Regions from separate parts of the Mus musculus genome. Here region 1 is linked to region 2. Evidence: chromatin contacts called from public capture Hi-C data. All regions are on one chromosome and are shown on one strand. The core of a region is the stretch at or near the end of the contact, and the rest is flanking DNA. Distances in the headings are between cores, read along the strand shown. Region 1 holds the start of Orm2 (orosomucoid 2). Region 2 holds the start of Alad (aminolevulinate, delta-, dehydratase).

The links. Capture Hi-C pulls out chosen DNA fragments and counts their contacts.
Region 1: a contact with region 2 is called in a capture Hi-C map of macrophages, with 3 times the contacts expected there. The contact joins the promoter of Orm2 here to the promoter of Alad in region 2. A contact is called at or near these places in 4 of 39 promoter capture datasets (the C10 cell line, liver and pre-B cells) and 2 of 9 other capture datasets (liver and macrophages).

The regions. Positions count from the first base shown.
Region 1 is chr4:63,359,674-63,364,476 of GRCm38.p6, forward strand. It overlaps Orm2 (orosomucoid 2), which reads left to right and starts at 2,776. Exons shown (of 6, transcript NM_011016.2): 1 at 2,776-2,930; 2 at 3,271-3,413; 3 at 3,621-3,691; 4 at 4,245-4,352; 5 at 4,489-4,592. The coding sequence starts at 2,814.
Region 2 is chr4:62,517,718-62,522,529 of GRCm38.p6, forward strand. Alad (aminolevulinate, delta-, dehydratase) reads right to left here and starts at 2,346. Exons shown (of 12, transcript NM_008525.4): 1 at 2,143-2,346.

The DNA.
Region 1 (4,803 bases), core at 1,526-4,025, 840 kb after region 2:
TTGCTAGAATCCCCAAACACTTTAGGGCATGGATGGGGAAGATGAGGCAGGAGACCCAAGCAGCAGTGAGAAGGTGTGGGGAACGCAGGTGTCCAGTTCCTGGCACAGGTGCCTTCACTTCAGAAGTGCCACTCTAACCACTGAAAGACAGGTGACTTGGGAGACAGGAGGGTTCATGTAGATGCTAACACGATCAAGCTTTAAAAGGCTAAGGCTAGGTGTCTTGGTATACTTAGGCCTTGGCTAAAGGGCCTGGAAGTCTCCATGAAGATTCCTCAGTGTCCCATGGGGGACACTGTGAGATGACACTGCTTGCCTAGAGGCCAGCTGACATCGATTGCACAATTGTGACCGGAGTTCCTGAGGCACAGTCCACCCTGTGGCAAAGACAGAGTCTGAGATCATCTTTACACTTGACTGGATTGGCAGTCCCCTAGGGGATGTATTCCGTGTGTGTCTGTGAGGACATTTCCAGAGAGCCGCCACCCTGACTGTAGGCAGTGACATTCCTCGGGCTGGGATGCCTCACTTAACCAAAAGCAGAAAACAAGCTGAGCATCCACAGATCATCTCTGCCTGCTAAGCTTATGGCTGTCCTGACTGGATGCAGTGTGCCATGGTAGACTGTGTCCTTCCTCACCAGGAAAGGCACCTGATGTAGCACCCTGCTCTGTCTGTCAATGCACTGGGGCAGAGTGAATCACAGTCATGGCCACACGCATGCCCAGAGTCAAGCTGGCCACAGGCATAGTGTGCTATGGAAGTCTCTGGAAAGAGACTCTGGCCTGTGGCTTTGTCACACACTTCCTGCTGAGTGTCCCCCACTGTTTCTGGCCTGGGAATTCATGACAGGCCTTGCTCATCTGGCCTCTGCAGGCAAAGGACAGGAGAAGCAGGGGAGACAGATGTGAGCAGAAGCCTAGGCAGACTCTGGAATGATATGCAGCAAGTACCCTGGGGGAGACCTTAGCTGGGTGTCCACTTCCCTGCCTGCACCCTCGCCTTAGAAACCCCAGGCTCTGGATACACAGCACAGCCACAGGTAGCTTTGGGGATATCTAATCAGTTTCTTAAGTTCATTATTTTCCATCATTTGCTTTTATAACAAAAATAGATATTTATATCTGCCAGTGTGTGCAAATGTGTTTATGTGCACGTGTACGTGTGCGCCTGTGTGTAAGAGACATAGCAGAGACAAAGAGGCACAAACAGAGAGATTATGATATCTGGCGCACTGCTAACTTGGGACAGAACATATCATTGGTGCTTTTGGGCTCCTCATGGTTATGCTTTTTCTCCTCTGGGAAGAGATAAACTTTCTTAAGACTGTATAGATACAACAAAACACATATGTTTTGGGGCTCCAGCTCAGCAAGTTCTCCTAGGCCCTGTACAGCCCACTCCACGGCAGGGGGCTCTCAGGACCATCTGTGGCCCCTTCCTTTTGCCCTAGGTGATCACTGTCACTAACTTGATTAATATCATTACAATTAGTCTGGAGCCTCTAGAACGCCCTGTAAACAGGCTCATACAACCCCACCTCTGGGCGATCTGCTGGCAATAATGTTGTCGAGCTGCATTTGTATGGTCAAATCTATCAGTCGTTCATTTCTCTCTGTTGCTAAGCAACACCATGCTTGCATGAAATGTCACAACCCATTTCTCATTTTCCTGGTGGTAGGCACTTAAGAGCTTGGGGTTTGTGGCTACTTTGAATAATGCCATTAGAAACATTTATACACATGATACTGGAGGTGATTCATGTCTTGTTTTGTTTTCTTTTCTGTTGGTAGACTAATTTTTAAAGGCAATATGTTGCTCTAATACTTATCAAGAGGGGAAACATAAAATACAAAATGCCACAGGATAAAAGAAGGTTCTCATGAAATTAGAACACAGTAAGTGAATGACAAGTTACTTATCATTAAAACAAAAACCCTGACTACACAGAAACATGAGAAATAGTAGATTACTCAACTGTGAGTGTGTTCTAATATGTTTGGTGCTTTTGATGTTTTGAAAGAGCTCACTGTGATCTCAAACTCCTAGCAATGACTCCGTGCCTCAGCAAGAGTCACCAGGCCTGTCCCTAGCAATACGTTTCGAGAGTGTTCATTATGTAGACAAAGATCAGGCTATATCTATCAAGCAGGAACTAGAACCAGATATTTACTGGATCCTGTGCACAGACCCTGGATTGGGCACACACTATTCTAGACAGATCCTTTCCTGCTGTAAATACTGGGAGCTTTGCTGAACTACATTTTCAACTCAGATTCACCCCTCTTTTTTGGGCATTCGGCTGCCTCTAGGCTGTATAGGGGTCCCCAGGAACATCACACTCCTTTGGAAACTAATCCATCTTTGTCCTTGGCCCTTAACTTGAGCCCCTAAGTGTCTTCTAAGTTCACTATGAACCCTGACCAGGGACCCCTTCATAGCCCCCTTGGAGGGGTGATAAACGAATAGGTCTCACTCCTGCTAGGCAGCTTCATGGGATAAGACAGGTATGGGACCCATGACTGGGATCTAAGTATTATCAGGCTAGCCCAGTATCCACCTTGACCATGAATCAGCCACTCTGGTGTAGGGCAGGAGTCTGTGTCAGGGCCGGCTGGCCGAGGGAGCTGCACAAAGCTGGCTTGAGAGAACATTTTGCGCAAGACATTTCCCAAGTGCTGGGGAGAATGTGCCAGGGCTCTAGAGGCCCTGGCTGCAGTCCCATGCCCTCGCCACATCTATTATAAAAGCCACTGTACCCTCCATCCACCAGTTATCTCTTCCAAGCCCTGGTGCCTCTGAGTGTCCTAAGCATGGCACTGCACATGATTCTTGTCATGGTGAGCCTCCTGCCGCTGTTGGAAGCTCAGAACCCAGAACATGTCAACATCACCATAGGCGACCCTATCACCAATGAGACCCTGAGCTGGGTAAGTGCCTGCCCAGGACTTGGACGTGAGCACTTAAGGAGGCTACTCTTTCCTCTGGGCTTTCCCTTCCCTGATGTCTGTGCTCATCTCTGGGCTCCTGGTACTGCCCTTTCCTCTCCTGGAGACCTGGTGGCACCCCCTGCCTCCAAACCCAGAAGCATCACTCTGAGGTCTCTCAGCAGGGGACAGAGCAGTAGGATGGCTGATTTTTGAGTTGCCCATTTGAGCTTCAGTCTTCCCATGTATGGTTCAGAAGCCATTGCTTGCTTGCCCCACAGCACGGCTGAGTGCAATGTTCATACTACAAGCCCTACTCATCTGTGTGCCTGCTTCTCCCCAGCTCTCTGACAAATGGTTTTTCATTGGTGCGGCTGTCCTAAACCCTGATTACCGGCAGGAAATTCAAAAGACGCAGATGGTATTTTTTAACCTTACCCCCAACTTGATAAATGACACGATGGAGCTTCGAGAGTATCACACCATGTGAGTTCTTGTAACAGCCAGCCCACCCTGGCCCTGGCCTCCACTCCCAGATGCCTAGAGACCTGAGCAAACTGGATCTGCCTGGCCTCCCCACCCACCTTCTGGAATGGGGACAGCTTTCTTGTTTACCTGCCTCTTGCCCACTCCCCACCCCAGTTTAGTCAGATCACCTCTCCATCAGTTGTCCTCTGTCTCTTTGCTTTCTAGAGATGACCACTGTGTCTATAACTCCACTCATCTAGGAATCCAGAGAGAGAATGGGACCCTCTCCAAGTATGGTAAGGGTTGGAACTCACGGCTTTCTGGGAGCGTATTGCAAGGGTACAAGGGGGCAGCAGAACAGGGGAGTTAGGTCTGTGAAGTCACTCTCTGAGGCTTGTAAGTGGACGTAGATTTCAAACTGGAGTCCAGCTGCCAGGACAGACTTGCTTTGACCATTCTTATGATCTTTTGTGAGCTCAGAGGGGAAACCCATGGTTTGGGAAACCAGTGACTTCAGCCAAATCCCCAGGTCACCAGGGACAGCATGGGGGGAGGGCAACTGAATACTGGTGGGCCAGATTAGATACTCTTAGGTTTTAATTGTCCCTAAGCCAATGTTTTAATGTTTAAGGGGAAGTGTTAACTATGCCACACCACCAAGGGCCCTTTCCAAGGCCCCAGCCATTCCATACTTATGAAGAATGAGAAGTGAGGCTGCATCCAACAGAGGCTGAGCACATGGCAGCCACAGGGAGCCTCAGGCACTTGTCCATAGCTATGTGCTTCCTTCCCTTGGGGATGGGGACCACAGCATCATTCTAGTGACTCACAAAGCCCTTCATCCTGCAGTAGGAGGAGTAAAAATCTTTGCAGACCTGATAGTCTTGAAGATGCATGGGGCCTTCATGCTTGCCTTTGACTTGAAGGATGAGAAGAAACGGGGACTGTCCCTCAATGGTAGGGTCCTCCCAGACCTGGTCCCCAGCTCCACTGGCCTTACTCTTGATCGTCCACCCACATCCCACATCCCTACCTGGCTTCCCATCTGCTGGACCCTTAGCCAGCACAATCCTGGATCCCTTCTCCATTGCAGCAAAAAGGCCAGATATCACCCCGGAGCTGCGGGAAGTATTCCAGAAGGCTGTCACACACGTGGGCATGGATGAATCAGAAATCATATTTGTCGACTGGAAAAAGGTAAATGAGGAGGCTGTATGATACCACCCCAGCAGTGCTCCCATTGTCAGTGACCCTAGCGGCTCAGAGAGGGCAAGCTTCCGGTTAAGGCAGCTCAGCAAGGCAGGTATCCTGCCATTAATAACTCTCCTGCCTACTGTGAGAGCTGAGATCACAGAGATCCTAGATGGGCAGTGAGCCTCAGGGAGGTGAAGTTAAGTAGGAGGTCCTG
Region 2 (4,812 bases), core at 1,096-3,595:
GTCCTCTGTGAGAGCAACATGTGTTCTTGATCACTGAGATATCTCCTGCCCGGATGCAGGTTTTTATTTTGGCCACTAGATGAAACTGAAAGAGACGTTGGTGCCGACTTAAAAGAAAAAAAGCTCTATTCAATCCCTCACAGTTTGATAGGAGAAATGAAGGGATGGAAGGCCACCTGAACTCACACAGTGAGTAAGGCAGAGGTAGGGACTAGCCTGAGACTTCCAGCCCAAGGCCCTGTACTATACAGCGTGTGATAGCAGATGCTTAATGAACGTCCATAGAGTGGGAAGGTGCCCAGAGTTGCTTCTGTTTTATAGAACCAATTCTAGATCAGGGTTTTTCTTTGAGAGAAGTCCTTCAGAGTCTGGAAGATTTCCAAACATGGGCAGGGCACTTTCCACAAATTAAGGGGGTTTGCAAACTTGAGCTTAAACCCTGTGCCTCATACAGTAACACAGGGGCCTAGGAATACAGGAACACAAGACCACAGGGGCCCAGGCTACCTTCTCTCCCATTGTACAACAGGTTCACTCTGCTAGCAAGCTGTACAAGGTATTGCAGAAACAACTGTTTCTGGGCCAAACAATCCCAGAGTCGATTCTATAACGACGGGCAAGGCCTTTCAGATCCTCCCCCACTTTTTTTTTTTCTTTCAAGATTTAAAATGTGCTGATATTATCAAGCCTGCGTGAAGATCAGATTACTGATGAGGTATGTCTAACACCACGGTAGCAGCGGCAAGTAACGCTAAATGTATGGCTAGTGCTGAGCTGGGATGAGTAGGCTGTACTGTGTCTGACCCTTCGCCACACCTAGGGAAGGACATACATTCCAGCCACTGCCTGAGGTGAGAGAGGCTAGCCGCCCTCCAGCAGCACGTACTAGACAAGAAGGAAAAGGAACACTGTAGTTTCTTAGAGACACTGCGGGGTAGCTTTTCTGAAAGACTGTAAAGGTCTCACCTCCCTTAGGAGGTAGCATCCCACAACCTGGGAGTGAGACTGCCACTGGGAGCAGCTGAGAGAAAGCTTCAGAGCCTGGGCTCCCAGGTTGTACCCCACAAAGAATTCCGGAGGCTGTGCTCTTGGCATAAATAGTAGTGAAGTGGTGCCAGCTCGAGCAGGCTCTGCCCTGGCTAGGGAGGAGACAAGTCAGGAGGGCCAGCTAGGTAGAAGGTTCAGAGCTGGGAAATCTGAAGCCCAAAGAGGCCCAGGAAAGGCATCTGTGGGCAGTTCTGAAAAGGTACTGCCCGGTGGCTCATTTGCATTTCCTGCACACTCTAGCTGCCACCTGCCACGGTGTTAGGAGGGGTTAAAGAAGAGACCTTAGACCTCATCTAGTGTGGGCGCTTAATCCCCCCTGCTGCCCGGGTCTAGACATTTCAAGCTAGGAGTTGCCTTTCCACAGACTGCTAAAATATTCTGGCTGAGAGCTTTTACATCAAACAACTGTAAAACTGAACTCGAGAAGGGCAGGTCTCATACAGCAGGTCAGCTATAAATATGGTCCAAACTTCTGGAGTCTAGCAGCCCTCAGTCCTCACCAGGACTTTTGGCATTAGAAGGACAGAGTTCACACGTTATAGTCCCAGTATGGAAGAGGCGACAGAGATTCCAGGTGAGAGTAGGGGAAGAAAGGTTTAACCTAGACCTGGCCACGGCTGGTAGCAGGGTGGTTAGTATGTGACTTTGGGATTTAAAAGGCATGGGGACAAATTCTTGTTTCAAGCTGCATGACTGCTTTTCTTCTCATGTGGTCTGGGTCTTAAGCGGATCTCAATGGATCGTTGTATGACTGAATGAGCAGAAGCAGGAGAGACCTAGCACAAGCGACCCTTATTGTTTTCCCCACTTCTCCAGCCTGCCAGACAGATCGCGCTCTGCAGAAACCGAGGCTACCCCTGAGGCCTCCGAGAAAGGGGGCGGGTGGAGCCCATCTTTGAGTCCCGAATCCCGGACGCAGCAAGACCTTGTAGCGGCAAGAATCCCGCCCACTCTAGTAGGTGCATAGGGACAGCGTCTCCGCTACAGCGTCAGAGCTTCGGGAACACAGCGCCATAGGGGTGCACCTCACCTTGTTCTGGGGTCCCGTCCCCCTTCAACCCGCCACTTCCCAGAGGCCGGCGCCTGCTCACGTACCAAGGACGCTGCTCGCCGCCGCTCCGAGCCGGGCTCTGGACACCGCGCTCTCCCGCTCTAAAAGCGCAAGCCCACGTGGGGGCGGGGCGGCTCACCCGGAAGCGGCTCCCGTACCGCCCGCCCCTCCGGGAATGCAGCTTACGCTCCCTTCGGGGCAGTCTCCGGATCACTGGTCAGCTCGCGCGGCCAGATCCACGCTGAGCGGGGCTGGAATCTTGGCCAATCCAGAGTTGCCCGAGAGCCCGCCCGTCTCCCCGCCCCCCAGCTCGGGTCTCACTTGAGGTGGGAAGGCCCGAGGGGGTCCACGTGGGCATTCGGAGCCTCTGGGAGGTGCCCTGGCTTGCAATCCGAACTCATCCCAGAGTTCACTTGACGGTCTATTCTCAGCCCGGAGCAAAAATTGACTGCGTTGCTCACTGGTAAAAGAACAATTGGATGTCAACGGCATTAAAACACCTCGGTAATGCCTAACACCGCGGGTAAATACGTTCAGCAGCAGACTGACTGTCTAGATTTATTTATTCTATGTAATTGATTATCCAGCCCCTATCTCATGGGTTGAGAGATATGAAAGACATTGGAAAAAAAAAAAAGCCGAGAAAACTAACCATCCAAGTATGCTAGGAGATCAGGTTTATCTACAATGGATACATTAAAATTTGGAGTATAAAAGGGAGTAAATTTGGTGGTGCATGCTTTTAATCTTAGCACTAGGTGACAAAAAACCAACCAACCAAACAAACAAACAAACAAACAAACCAAACCCAAAACAAACAAAACAGAAAACAAACAAACCAAAAAACAATTAAAAAAAGAAAAATTCTGACCAAAGGTCTGGGGAAGACTGGAGCGTGGGGTCTAGAGAGGTTTATGGGGCTTTGACAAAGACTTGAGAGTGGCAAGGGCCCTCTTTGTGGAGGGAGCCTTGGGGAATGCTCACTAGGGAGGAGGTGATAAAATTATTTTGGAGGTAAAAGTGGGCAGTTGTGTAATAATACTGTAAATGTTCTAGGTACCACCAGATCTTCATTTTAAAAATGTTTAAGATCTGTGAACTCATCTTGGTTTTCAATAATTCACTAGAAAAATTGAACTTAAAGTTGTAACAAGAGAAGCTGGGTGAAGGGTATGAGAGTGTTGTAGCTTGTCAGAAAACCCTCACCCACAAAGAGCACAGAGACCACCATCATTGCAAAAACTCATGAGGATTTTACTTATCCAGCATGTTGGGGACTCCCCTCTCAGCTGGCAGGCAGGAGGAGAGACCCAGAACAAAGAAGGAACACACTTTTTATACCTTTGTAAGGGTTGGATATAGGCACCAGGGTAGTTTGGCTTATTTTAATTGGTGTAGCCAATAATCTTTTTAGACATTGGTTGGTTTATGTAGGGTGACTCTTATTTTGTCTGTCCTTGTGTGTGTTTTAGTGAGGCGGGGCAGGAGGATTGTTAATTTTGTTTTTGACCGTTAAAACTATGTTTCTATATTTGTTTAGTCAGCCAGCTTTTTATCTGGCTCTGTACTTGGCCTGCTAGTACAGTTTGGAAAGTCCTTTTGAAGGGGGAAGGTACAGGGTAGTCTTGAACTTATTTTTGGATATTACAACAGGGAAAAAACTTATGGAAGACCTCAAAGATTCTTTCCAGATGTTGTATTCCTTACTTTTAAATCCAAATCTCCATTCCCAGAAAAGGTTTCTTCTTAGAATGTTAAAGTCTAGTTAAGGGATTGAGCAGAACAAACCAAAGACATGGAAGAATTTGGTTTTCGGTTTTGTTTGAACATGCTAGCTAAGCAAGCGCTATGTCACTGAGCCCCTTCCATTCTTGACAGCCTTATGGCGGAGATTAGATGGTAGGGTGAGCCCTTCTTACACAAGCCTTGAATAACAGGTTTAACTATGGATTTGATCTCATTGAAAGCAAAGGTATATTCTAGGAAGATCTACTTGGTACTTAGTACATACAATTGAAATTGAGTTCAAAGGACGTCACAGGATTACAAATGGGCCTTGAAGGGTAGGTCTAGCACCGTGCTCTTGGGAATTAAGAAACAATGTTTCTTCTGGGAAGGAAAAGGCCTATTATTAACCAAAGGACCACTGCAGTTCTTGGTGAATTTTGATTTATAAATTTTACTTATGACTTGAGAACTGTGTGTACTGGAGAACATAGAGCTGTGGTTAATAGCCGGGTGTGGTGGCGCACGCCTTTAATTCCAGCACTCGGGAGGCAGAGGCAGGTGGATTTCTGTGTTCGAGGCCAGCCTGGTCTACAAAGTGAGTTCCAGGGCTACACAGAGAAACCCTGCCTCGAAAAAACCAAAAAAAAAAAAAAAAAAAAAAAAAAAGAGCTAGTAGAGGCAATAGCAATGTTGCTTGATGAGAATACTTGAAAGTACTTAGAACTTAATAAGTGAGAGCTAGCCGGGCAGTAGTAGCACACACCTTTAATCCCAGCATTTGGAAGGCAGAGGCAGGTGAATTTCTGAATTCGAGGCCAGCCTGATCTACAGAGTGAGTTCCAGGACAGCCAGGGCTACAGAGAGAAACCCTGTCTCAAAAAACCAAAACAAACAAACAAACAGAAGTGGGAGCTAGTGAGATATGCAAAGTAACCAGGAGAATCTCAGGATATGTTGGCTGTGGTTAAGAACAGTGCCCTTAACTT